Linked DNA regions of Columba livia: all the other regions are linked to region 1. Evidence: chromatin contacts called from public Hi-C data. All regions are on one chromosome and are shown on one strand. The core of a region is the stretch at or near the end of the contact, and the rest is flanking DNA. Distances in the headings are between cores, read along the strand shown.

Region 1 (3,984 bases), core at 888-3,387:
AGAACATGATGCACCTGCACTAGAAAGCAGGCTTAGACTGGCAAAAAAAAAACAGCCTGATGAAAATACCCTCCAAAATCTGTCTGCTCCTTGGAAACACTGACCAGTTGGGATAACAACCATAAAACTGGTAATCCTTACACTGAATCAGGAGTAATTTACTTTTTTTTTTCCCCCCTGTGCAGTGTTTCCATATTGGAGAAGATAATAATTTACTAGTCACATTTAGGGCCTAGAACTGAGGTGCTAAGTTTGCAACCTCAGCCACATCCCATCCTGGCCCTAACTGACTCACCTTCAAAACTGACACTGAATGGGCTGTGAGAAGATGCCACGAGCAAAAGCTCTTTTGAAACCTTCAGAGAAAAACGCTACTTAATAGCAAATTATTACTGCCCTTATTTCCAAAAAAGGTATTTTCCATACTAAGGACTTTCACTCTGAATAGCTCAGCAGGGCTTTTCCTGTAGACTTATTGCACTTTAAAAATGCAAAATTTGCATAGATCATCATGCAGAGAAGGCCACAAAGCAGAGGAAAGAAAAAGAAAGATACAGGTTGGGGGTAATGTAAGGAAAGGAACAGACAGGACAGTTAGAGGAAAGATGCATGAAAAAGGAGAGGAACAGAATTGAAGTGCAAAAGGAAAGCAAAGGGTGTCAATCCAGTGACTTCAGCAGTGCAAAGTGATCACTGACTGTTGCCAGTTTACTGGAGGGCCAATTGTAACATATGCAAAAGGGAAGATGAAGGATTTCTTACCTCTGCTGGGACTGAATGTCCTTTTTCAACACTGTCTCTGTGGAAGGAGCTTTTGCTGGGCACATGCTGCCAACGGTGGCCCAGGGCCGGCGGGCAGCAGCTGCAGCCCACGCACAACGCATCTTCCACATGCAGCCTCTCAGGCAGGGTCAGGCACTTGATCTTCCTACAGAGAGCAAGACCCCATTGGAAAAACGGCCATTGACTTTCTGTGGGTTTAGAGCAAACTCTCAGAAAGCAAAGCGTCTTCTGCAGAAGTTTGCACAGCCCAGACAGGGTGGTGTGTGTGTCAGCGCTGTGCACACCTTGGTGCAGCTCAGGCACCGCTCCCTTTGACACCCAAAGAGCCGATGAGCTGGGATGACACTGGGCAGGCTGCGGTGCATGTGGCTCCTACTTCCTTTTTATTTTCTAAATCAAAATGACATCGAAGACAGAAGATCTGTTCAAGTGCAATGACGAGAGTGCCCTCTATTGTCGCCATGCTTCCAGCACCTTCCATCCTTCCTCCGAGGGCTGAGAAGAGGCGCCTCTGCCTCCCAGCCTCTCCTTTTGTTTCCTTTCCTTGTTACACGGGGATGACAACCCCAAAAAATTCCATGTAATTCAAGCATAAGCCGTGTTCCCCCAGATGAAAGTTAAACAGGGGATGCCACAGCAGCTGGATTTCACATGTGTCCCCTCCACGACAAGTCATGAGTCACAGCAATTGTCTTTAAGAATGGACAATGGGTGGAAAAATCGAATGAGGTGCAAAAACGTATTAAATTGAATGGCTTAAACGCAGCAGAGGCCACAGGCCTTGCACTGGGCCCTGGGGCCTCCCACTACCCAAGGGGTTTGCTGGGCCTGGTGGCTCGCAGGGCCCTCCGTCACCTCCACGGTCGCTGGGCAGGAATGGGGCTCAAATCCTGTCAGGATCCTCTCGTGTTTCCAAACGAACAGGAGGAAGCACCACTGCACACACACGGCGGCTGGAAAAGGGCAGTTCCTCCGCACAAAGGGGCCAGAACGCGATGTGAACACTTCAACGCATCTTTGTTCGGGCCACACGCACGTAGGAATTACAAACGTTACATCGTGCAGCAAGTCCTGCCTCAGGAAACCCGCCCGTCCCGGGCCCGAGGGCGGCGGCGGCTCCCGCCCCGTGGCGGCCATGACACCACCCGCGTCCCCGGCTCCTTCCCAATTGGGTGTCCCCGTCGCCATGGCAACAAGCAGCTTGGAAGCGGGTGCAGGCATCCGGCTTCCCCTATCCAACGAGCTCTCGAAGCGGATCCGCGCTCTGATTGGTGCTTATCGCTGTGAGGTAACGAGGGGCGGGCTGTTCCGCCTCGGGTTTCCCTTCGCAGTGGGGGACCCGCCTCCTCATTGGCTGCTGCTGTTGCCCCGGCGACGGAAGGACGCGGCGCGGCCTAAGGGGACGCAGGGCAAGCCCTGCGGGAGGCCCCGCCGCCGGCATGGCGCAGCCCGGGGTCCTCATGACCAAGGAGCCGGCGCCGCAGTCGGTACCGGCCTCCGACCTGCCCATGAAGTTGTCCGAGGTGGCCCTAAACACAGGCGCCTACTCCTCCAGTGGTCTGGCCACTGCAGGCTTCCGCACCGCCAAGTACCTTCCCGGCGAGTGGCACCAGAGTAACTATGACATGTACCACAAGGCCTTCGCTGGCTGCAAGCAGGGGGAGCACGACCGGGCCGAGGCCAAGGACCTGGCCGAGTACACTGCCCAGCGTGCCCAGTGTGCCCAGCAGGACTCCACGACCGCCCTGGGCCACCGCCTGCAAAACACACACTTCTGGAAGTCTGAGCTCCAGAAGGAGATTGAGGACCTCGATGCTGAAACCAACCTGCTGGCAGCCCAGAAACTGCGGCTGGAAAGAGCGCTGGATGCCACCGAAGTGCCCCATGCCATTGCCACTGATAACCTGCAGTGTCGGGAGAGGAGGCAACCCCCAGACCTGGTCAATGATGAGGTGGAGAGAGAGTTGCTGAAGGTGAGCAGGACATTGGGATCACAGAATCACAGTGGCTGGGGTTGGAAGGGACCTCTGGAGATCACCCAATCCAACGTACCTGCTAAAGCAGGGTCGCCAGAGCAGGTCACACAGGAATGTGTCCAGGCGGGTTTTGAATGTCTCCAGAGGAGACTCCACAGCCTCTCTGGGCGGCCTGTTTCTGGCCTCTAAATGAGTGAGCAGCTTGGTCAGCAGGTGATAACTGAAGCTCATGAAGGAATGTTCTGGCCTAATGCCCCTTCCTGGCAGCCTGGACTCTCTCTGTCACTCTTAGGTTTAAGAAGGATTGTTTAAAATCCTTCTTCTGTGTAAAAACTGTTTAAAATCATGTGAGTGTGACTGGAGGAGACTAGATCCTCTCTTTTAGACCAGATCCAAACAAAATGACAACAGAGGTTTCCTGAACTAAGGTGGGCATCCTATTCTGTCATTAAACAGCTCCTAGCCTCCAGTTGGATTGAAGTCCCCTCATCTCTGCAGGTTACACTTTAAAAATGCAGTACATGAGCAAACTGTTCAGGACCAGTAAAGTGCTCCTTGCCCATTTCCATGCTCAGGCTGTCCAAATGTCACAGTTTCTGCCATTGCCTTTGACTGCTGAGTCTGATGCCGTAGTCTTGCCAAGGTTCATTACAAGGTGATGATCTAACGCTGAACTACGGTGTCTCAACACAAACCGTCACTTTAAACGTTCTGCAGGACAGCAGCACAGATGTCCCCAAACTGTACAATGTAGTTGGGTGACACAGACAGGTGGTGTTTCTGACAGGCTGGTTCCAACAAACCTGAGACTCTCCTGAGATTTGCTTGATCCTTTTCCTCCCGTAGAGGACTCTTTGCTCCAGCGGACACTTTGTTATCTGTTGCTGAGATCCAGCACTGCATGTGGGCTGCCTTCAAAGCTGATGTAATTATTGTGGCTGCACATGTTACAGAGAACAAATTCTTGGTCATTTTTCATTCTGGAATGATACATATTCTAGTGTCCCACAAACAGATTAATGATTATTTGCCTGCAGAATCCAATATACTGTGCAAGTTGATTCATGATGAGCTACTGATTAAACCAGATGATTAATATTTGTTGTTAGAAAAATATTGAAGAGACCTACAGAGTTGATGGCATGATAGTACTTAGCAATATTTTAATGGGAATTGTATACAGTTGGTGAATTGCAATCAATACTGAAGAGGTTGTTGTAGTGAA
Region 2 (3,984 bases), core at 795-3,294, 420 kb before region 1:
TTAAAGCAGGGATGGATTATGCTGGGCTTTAATAACATGGTAATAGGATTGTGCCTAATGCAGTCGTAATCCCATAACGCTTTGTTGTTCCCCAATTATCATTTATTTAGCGGGCAACCCGGTGTGAGGGTTGAATTTCTGAGTGTTGGGGGGACATGGGCACGTTGCTGCCTCCTGTCTCCCCTGTCAGTGTTGGCAATGGCAGAGTGACCCAACAGGCAGACCCCATGGCTCTGTGACTCGGTTTCCCCACATGTGGGAACTACCCTGGCTTGTGGCAGACCTTTGGGCACTGGGACACACCATTGGGATTGCTGCCTGGGTGGTGGGAGAGGGCATCCTGGTGCCAGTGGGTGCTACCAGAGTGGGGCTGCGAATCCCCCATCCCCATGGGATGGCACTTACGGGTGTGGCTTGACCTTGATGTAATTTTTGGGGATGAAGCCCTCGCGGCCATACAGCTCAGCCTTGTACCAGTTCTGGTCATCTTCCATGTTGAGGATCTAAGGCAGGAGAGGAGCAGGGAGGTGTCAGCCCAGCCACTGTCCCCATGGGAGAGTGGACAAGCGGGATCCCCACCGCTGCCCCAGACCCCACGTTCCCCACTGAAACCTGGGGAAAAGTGGGCTTTGACAAAGGTGACGTGGTTTTGGGGGGACCTGTACAGAGCTTGGCTCACGGTTGGTCTGGCTCACCATGGTTTCTGGGGAGTGCCCAGCGGTGCCCCAAACCCCTGGCCAGAGAAGGGGGTAAAATCTGTCACTGGAGGAACTGGGGTGGCAGCCAGCCCCCTGTGTCCCCCCGGGGTGGTGACAGCTGGGTTCTGCATGGGAGGACATGCCCCATTGCGAGCAAGGGGTGCTGACACCCGCTTCCGCGTGGCACTGTTTTCCAGCCTCCCCCGCAGGGGCCCGGCACAGCTGTGCAAACAGGATCTGAAACCCCGCGGCACAGCACCGCGGAAAACACGCCGGGGAGGCAGGGACAGGCACGATAGCAGGTTTGGGGCCCTGAGTTACAGCCAGGCTGTGTCCTTGGCCTCCCCGGGGCTGGGTTCATCTGCGGGGGGCTCCTGGGTGCTCGGGGTCCAGGAGGAGCTACCAGCATCTCGGCATCAGCCCTGCAGGGAAGGACGAGTAGCCAGGCAGAGTGGCAGGGAGCGGGTGCCCTTGTCCCAACCGCAGGGCCACAGTGCCCTGGGGGTGTGTTGAGGGATGTTTTGAGCCCCCTTGAAGCTCTTTGGGATGCTAGGTTGGCATCTGAGAGCCCGTCCCAATGCCAGCACCTGGGTGGGCACATGGTCCCTGCAGCCCCCCAGTGCCGCTGAGGGGCAAGGAAAACATGTCCCAGCCCTCGGGGGCTGCCACAGGGCACAGCTGGTGGCACCAATGGCCAGGGAGGCCACGTGCCTTGTCCCAGGTGGGACTTCTTCAGAGGTGTGGTTGGTGGCACAGACAAGTGGTGCCCACCACTGCTGGGGGTGCTGCTCCACACCCCGAAAACCTCAGGGATGGCTCCTTAAACCACACAGAAAGCCCCAAAGAGGCAACAAAGCCACATGCGATGAAGGCGCCAGTGTCACCCCATTCCATGTGCCCGCTCTGTCCCCCAAATCAGCAGCACCCACCCCCCATGGCTCGTGACCCCTCTGCTCCCCATACCTTTAGGGTGTCCCCTTTCTGAAAGGGCAGCTCGTCTTTCTCCGTCGCCTGGAAGTTGTACAGAGCCACCGACTCCATGGCGCCGGCTGTCACTGGGCGGTGGTTAGGGTCCCAGGGGGGCCACCGTGCCAGGGTGGGGGACTGCCTGGGGCTTGCTGCCCCGCAGTGTGGGGCTGTGGGGTACGGGATGAGCGCAGCGTGGTGGTGACGGTGGCAGGAAGCCGTGCTGATGTCAGTGCTGCCGGGACGAAACGGTGAGCACCACACGATCGGGCACAGCTTCCCAGATGTGCTGGGAGGTGGGAGGGGGAGCTGCGTTAGCCCACCCAGATGCGAGGGGCTCCAACTGTAAAAGGACCCCAAAGTGTTGGCTGGGGTGGGACATGGGCAGCGGTGTTGGGCAGCTGTGGGGTTTTGAGAGGAAAGAGGATGGTGATGGGCTGGTTGAGGATGTGGGCAAAGCCTGAAGAGCACGGCTCATGGGCCGGGAGTGCTGATGGGGACTCTGAGGGTTTGTAAGGGCTGAGCTGCCAGCACAGCCTTTGAAAGGTGGCTCGGTGGGAATAGTTGTTTTCGCAGAAAAAAGATTATGGAGGGTGGGATGGGCAGAGGCACAGAGGGGCAGGGTGGAGGCAAACACCTGCTTGACAGGACGAGGGGTGATGGTTTTAAACTAAAGGGGAGGGGAGATTCAGGCCAGACATGAGGAAGGAATTCTGTACACTGAGGTGGTGAGAACCTGGCCCAGGTTGGCCAGAGAGGTGGTGGATGAACCATCCCTGGAGACATCCCGGGCAAGGCTGGATGGGGCTCTGAGCAACCTGAGCTGGTGAAGATGTCCCTGCTCATGGCAGGGGGGGCACTGGGGGAGCTTTGAAGGTCCCTTCAACCCAAACTATTCTATGATTCTACAGTTCTTTGGAAATTGGACCAAACCCATGTGCCAGGTCCCACGTCTGAACAGCGAAGTTTCAGTACAGTTGTTTTTGGCTTTCTGGATTGTGGCCTTTGGGAGCTGATGTTTTCCAACTTGGTTTTGTAGGGCTAGGGGGAAAAAAAATCCCTTTTAGACTTCCTGCACCTCTCATGGGCATCCAGCACTGAGTCCACAGGGCTCACATGCGGGGTGTCATTCCCAATGGGGAAGTCTGCGATGCTGCGCAGGGCCTCTGGGGGACACCGGCTTGGTGATTCGCCTCCTTCAAACCTTAACTCACTTCCCAAGTGCATCTGAAAAGCAAACATCATATAACACCCACCTGAAGCCTTTTTTGGGGACTTGGTACCTTTGGGAAGTGGAGAGGGATGTGTAGGGTGGCCCTGGGTGTCCCCTGACCCAGTGAGGCCCTGGTCCCCGACAGTTATCCCCAGCAGGTCCCAGGGGAAGTGGAAATTCTGGGAATGCTGGGGATGGCAGGAGAGGCCGTGGGAAGAGGCTCGGTATGCACACGCTTGTCACGAGGAGGACGGGACTCAGTGGATCTCCACAGTTCAGTGAGACCCAGGGGATGGGACTGAGGCAGGAAGACACTATCTTGGGATGAGCATCCTCTGTAGCCCTGGAGAGACATGGAACTGGGTGTTCCCTGGAGAAACTGGCCCCAGCAGAGCTGCTGCTCCAACTCTGCTGCTGGCCAAGGGCCTGATCCTGTCCTAGTATCTACCAGCACAAATTGGATGATGCTGAGCCCTGGAGCCATGCACGGTGTCAAGCTGCCCTGTGTGCAGAGGAGCGGGGCACAGCACAGTGGGTGACAGAGGGGTCCCAAAGACTTGGCGCAGTGGCCAGATTGAGGACCGGAGCAGGATTGGGTCCTGCCAGCAGGTGGCAGCAGCGTCCAGGGGGACACTGAGGACACTGGGGACAGTGCCACATGTCCCTGCTCTAATGCTCTAAAGAAGCCGGCAGCCCCTTTGGCATCCTTGTTCAGCCACCTCCCGCATCACATCTTGTTCCTTGTCCTCCCTTCCCTTGCCTGGCTCCTGCCTGCTGTCCCTGCCCAGGGGCTGGGTCTCTTCTGCTTCATCCCCTGGGATAATCCTTCCATCTGCTCACGAGCAACCCCAAATCTGCCCCATCCCACACTCAGGGGAGCCCCCAGAAGCAGAAGGGTCCCCCGTGGTGCCCGGCTGACAGCCATGGGGCTGTGCTGCAGAGCTCTGCAAGGCTCAGCCTGAAAGCCAAGGACTGACTAACCACCAGCCTGAGACATCCAAGACGCATCAAAACAAGTTTGTTTTTTAATTCTTTTTCCTCTTATCTTCCCTCTTGTGCCTTGTCAAGTAGCCATATTTCATACAGCTCATGCTGTACCGGAGCAGG
Region 3 (3,984 bases), core at 868-3,367, 350 kb before region 1:
TAAAAAGGTATCAGAATTTCAAATACATCAGACCACTGAACATCTCAAAATATAACACCTCACTTTCCACTAAGAAAGGGTTTGTTTGCATAGGAGGAGTGTATCTTCCTGCACTTGCAGTAGTGGGAATGAAAGCTTAGCACGTGCTGAGAGCAATGGGGGAGAGGTAACGTACTGTGCTTCACACCTGGGCTTTCTACGTGCCCTTTTTGACTTCACAGTTGTCTACAGGATTATTGAAAAGTATTTAATAACCAGGGGCTGCTGCTAAAAATCTGGGTTATTTGTACCAAATAGATAAGACATGATACGGAGATACAGGAGCATTTTTGTTTCTGAAACAACATAGTAACTGCAAAAAAAAAGTCTCAGTTTCAATCCTGGCCAGGTTGTCGCCTCACCTGCCGGGTGTGAAGGGAACGTGAACAGCTCCATAACCTCTGACCACATCATTCCCGAAGAAGTCCGGTCCGTAGACGCTCACCACGATCTGCGGCCCTGCAAACGAAGCGGGTGTGAGAGAGATGCCCGGTGTGCGTGCTGGATCCCACCTCCCCCAGCACTCACAGCCCGAGGGGTTGGTGCTCTTGAAGGTGATGTCGATGGGGAAGTTCCAGACGAGTGTGGTGGGCGAGACGTCGCTCGTGGAGGTGATCTGCGAGATTCCCTCCTCCAGGCCCTGCGGGGAAAGGGGGCACAAGCCAGGGGCTGCGCTGAGCCCGTGCACACACACTGCCAGAGGGTCTGGCTGGTTTCAGGGGTGTACGACAGGGTCTTACCGCTGTGGGGACCCAGTCCTGGCCGTAGACGAAGCAGAACTTGCAGTAGAGGTCGTCATATCCAGGGAACTGTGGGAGAGAAACAAAGAAATAAACTTAACAGCAGAGTCAATTCTACTGTTAAGCAGCATTCTTTATTTTATCAGTGCTTGGGATCATCCATCGTAAGTGCTCCAAAGGCTGGATGCTCTTGTGCTGTTTATATTCACATAGTTACTACATATGCATTACAATATTTGAAAAATTTGACGTACATTTTAATAAGAAATAATTTATTAATTTAGTTGTAACTGTTTAGTTAAATACTTACAAAACACCTATTAATTATTAGTTAAATATAAACTAGGCACTCTGCTTCTAAACTATGTTTTACTTAACCTTCTGTCTCCCTCTTGTCATGCAGAAGGATCTAAAACTTGAAAAATATCCCCTCATTTTGCAGGTGGTCAGAAAGCTTTTATCATGTCAAGTGGTTAACGATAGGTATATCTTTTGCAACTTAACCACAGTATACATTAATTTAGCAGCTTCTCTTCAAGAGGGGATGCGCTGGTGGGAGCTGGTGAGGGGCTGGAGCACAAGTGTGATGGAGCGGCTGAGGGACCTGGGGGGTTCAGCTGGAGAACAGGAGCTGAGGGGAGACCTTCTGATCTCTGAACTGCCTGAAAGGAGCTTGGAGCCAGGGGGGTCGGGCTCTGCTCCCTGGAAACAAGCACCAGAACCAGAGGAAATGGCCTCAAGTTGCGCCAGGGGAGGCTGAGGTTGGATCTGGGGAACAATTTCTTCCCCAAAGGGCTGTCGGGCATTGGAACAGGCTGCCCAGGGCAGTGCTGGAGTCACCATCCCTGGAGGGTTGGACAGACGGAGATGAGGTTCTCAGGGACATGGGGCAGTGCCAGGGGTGGGGTAACGGTTGGACTCGATGATCTCCCAACCAAAACGATTCGATGATTCCCGCCGGGACCGGGCTCTGTGAGAGAACCGAGGCCCGGGGCAAGGCCACGCTACAGGGCCCGCGCCGCTGAGGCCCCGGCCGGGCTGTGTCCCGGGGTACCGCCCTCCCCGCTCCTCCGGGGGCCCGCGGGCCGCCCTCCCGCCCCGCCGCGCTCACCTGCCCGCTCTCGATCTGCCCGTTCACCGCCAGTAGGAAGACGCTGGGGCTGCCGGCGGCCGCCATGGCGGGGCCGCGCTGCTGCGAGGGGGCCGCGCTCGGCCGTTGCCATGGATACGGACGGGGCGGCGGCCGGGACATAATTCCTGGGCCGGCGGCGCTTCGCGGAGCGCCCGCCCTAAGGGGCTTCCCAAACGCGGGCGGACACCCCCGGGACCAGCCGTAACCCCCTCCCCTGCGCCCCTCACCGCGACCCCACAGCCCTCTCACTACCATGGCCGCCCCACTAGGACACCTATGGCCACTCTCCCCATTTATTCTTCATACTGAAGAGAAGCTGCTAAATTAATGTCTGCTGTGATTAAGTTCCGAAAGACACACCCATCATTAGCCAATTGACATGATAAATCCTTCCTGACCACCTGCAAAACGAGGGGATGTTTTTCAAGTTTTAGATCATTCTGCATGACAAGAGGGGGACAGAAGATTAAATAAAACACTGTTTAGAAGCAGAGTGCTCAGTTTATATTGAACTAATAATTAACAGATGTTTTGTAAGAAATTAAACAGTTATAACTAAATTAAGAAATTATTTCTTAGTATAGGGATGTATGTCAAAATTTTCAAATATTGTAATGCATATGTAATAATTATGTGAATATAAGCAATGAAGAGCATCCAGCCTTTGGAGCACTTACAGGGGATGATCCCCAGTGCTCGTAAAATAATGTTGCTTAACAGTAGAACTGACTCTGCTGTTAAGTCTATTTTTTTGTTTCATACCACCTCATATTTTAACCTTTCGATATATATATATATATATATATGCATGTATGTATATATATATATATAATATTAGCCTGTATAGACCGCAATGAGCTCTTTTTAAAGCACAGCCAGGGTCTGGCGCCTCCTCCGCGCCTTGGCCACTAGATGTTGCTGCCGGCCGGGCTGAAGCGGCTCCATCGCTCCATCACCATGGGCTGTTTTCCAGGGAAATAAGCCACTCGGGATCGGGGAAAATGGGGCATCTTGTGGTTTCTGGGGGGTTGCCAGGGTGCTGTGAGCAGAGGGAGAGGCTGGCGGGGTCATTAGTGCCCCAGGTGATGATTCCCCTGGGCGCACATTGTTTCTCGTTAAGTCTGGATGTGGCCACATGTATGGTGGGAAGGTAAATGGGATGGCGTTGGCTTAATTAGCCTGCTCTAATTAAAAGGAGGGGGTGAGTTTTGTGAAACGGAGGAATTACAGCAGAGTCAATTATACTGTTAAGTGATATTCTTTATTTTATCAGCACTGGGGATCATCCTCCGTAAGTGCTCCATAGACTGCATGCTCTTGTGTTGCTTATATTCACATAATTATTATACATGCATTACAATTTTTGAAAATTTTGACATATATCTACACTAAGAAATAATTTTTAAATTTAGTTACAACTGTTTTGTTTCTTACTTACTATACACCTGTTAATTATTAGTTAAATACAAACTAAACACTCTGCTTCTAAACAGTGTTTTATTTAACCTTCTGTCTCCTTCTTGTCATGCAGAATGATCTAAAACTTGGAAAACATCCCCTCATTTTGCAGGTGGTCAGGAAGCATTTATCAAGTCAATTAGTTAACGATGGGCACGCCTTTTTTAACTTAATCGCAGTATACATTAATTTAGCAGCTTCTCTTCATTTGCGTGCAAACAAGGCAGATGAATGTGCTGAGGCCCTGCAGAGCTGAAACTGCTGAGTTTTGCTGACTAGGTCTCGCTGTTTCCCCGCAGAGGTTCGATGTGACTGTGCTGGGCCACCAGCTTCATTCCTTTGCCTCCTTTCTGCATCTGAGATGATGCTCCCCTCATTAAGAGCGACCTGAGGGTTATTTAGTTGCCCCAAGATACAGCCTTTCATGTTGAGAGGGGTGTGTGTTTATAGTGGACTGAAGGTAAAGATCCATTATACTTCATGCTGAAAAATACCTCCCGTGTTCCAATAGATGTATTCTCTGTCAATATCTATTTCAACTAGATTTTTCAGGTTTTATTTGATTATATTTTTTTAATGTTCAGCAAACAAATTGGCCAAGAGAAGCATGGGGGA

The links. Hi-C and Micro-C count contacts between places; a contact is called where the count stands out from the background.
Region 2: a Hi-C map of crop shows a contact between it and region 1, with 3 times the contacts expected there. The contact joins the promoter of GRAP here to the promoter of TEKT4 in region 1. A contact is called at or near these places in 2 of 2 Hi-C or Micro-C datasets (crop and liver).
Region 3: a Hi-C map of liver shows a contact between it and region 1, with 2.9 times the contacts expected there. The contact joins the promoter of B9D1 here to the promoter of TEKT4 in region 1. A contact is called at or near these places in 2 of 2 Hi-C or Micro-C datasets (crop and liver).

The regions. Positions count from the first base shown.
Region 1 is chr15:12,300,732-12,304,715 of bColLiv1.pat.W.v2, reverse strand. It overlaps TEKT4 (tektin 4), which reads left to right and starts at 2,137. Exons shown (of 6, transcript XM_005504456.3): 1 at 2,137-2,756. The coding sequence starts at 2,223. It overlaps LOC135575512 (a long non-coding RNA gene), which reads right to left and starts at 1,950. Exons shown (of 3, transcript XR_010466384.1): 1 at 763-1,950.
Region 2 is chr15:12,724,234-12,728,217 of bColLiv1.pat.W.v2, reverse strand. It overlaps GRAP (GRB2 related adaptor protein), which reads right to left and starts at 2,044. Exons shown (of 5, transcript XM_005504461.4): 1 at 1,662-2,044; 2 at 406-503. The coding sequence starts at 1,739.
Region 3 is chr15:12,652,297-12,656,280 of bColLiv1.pat.W.v2, reverse strand. B9D1 (B9 domain containing 1) reads right to left here and starts at 2,117. Exons shown (of 7, transcript XM_065031314.1): 1 at 1,891-2,117; 2 at 780-848; 3 at 568-679; 4 at 402-498. The coding sequence starts at 2,031.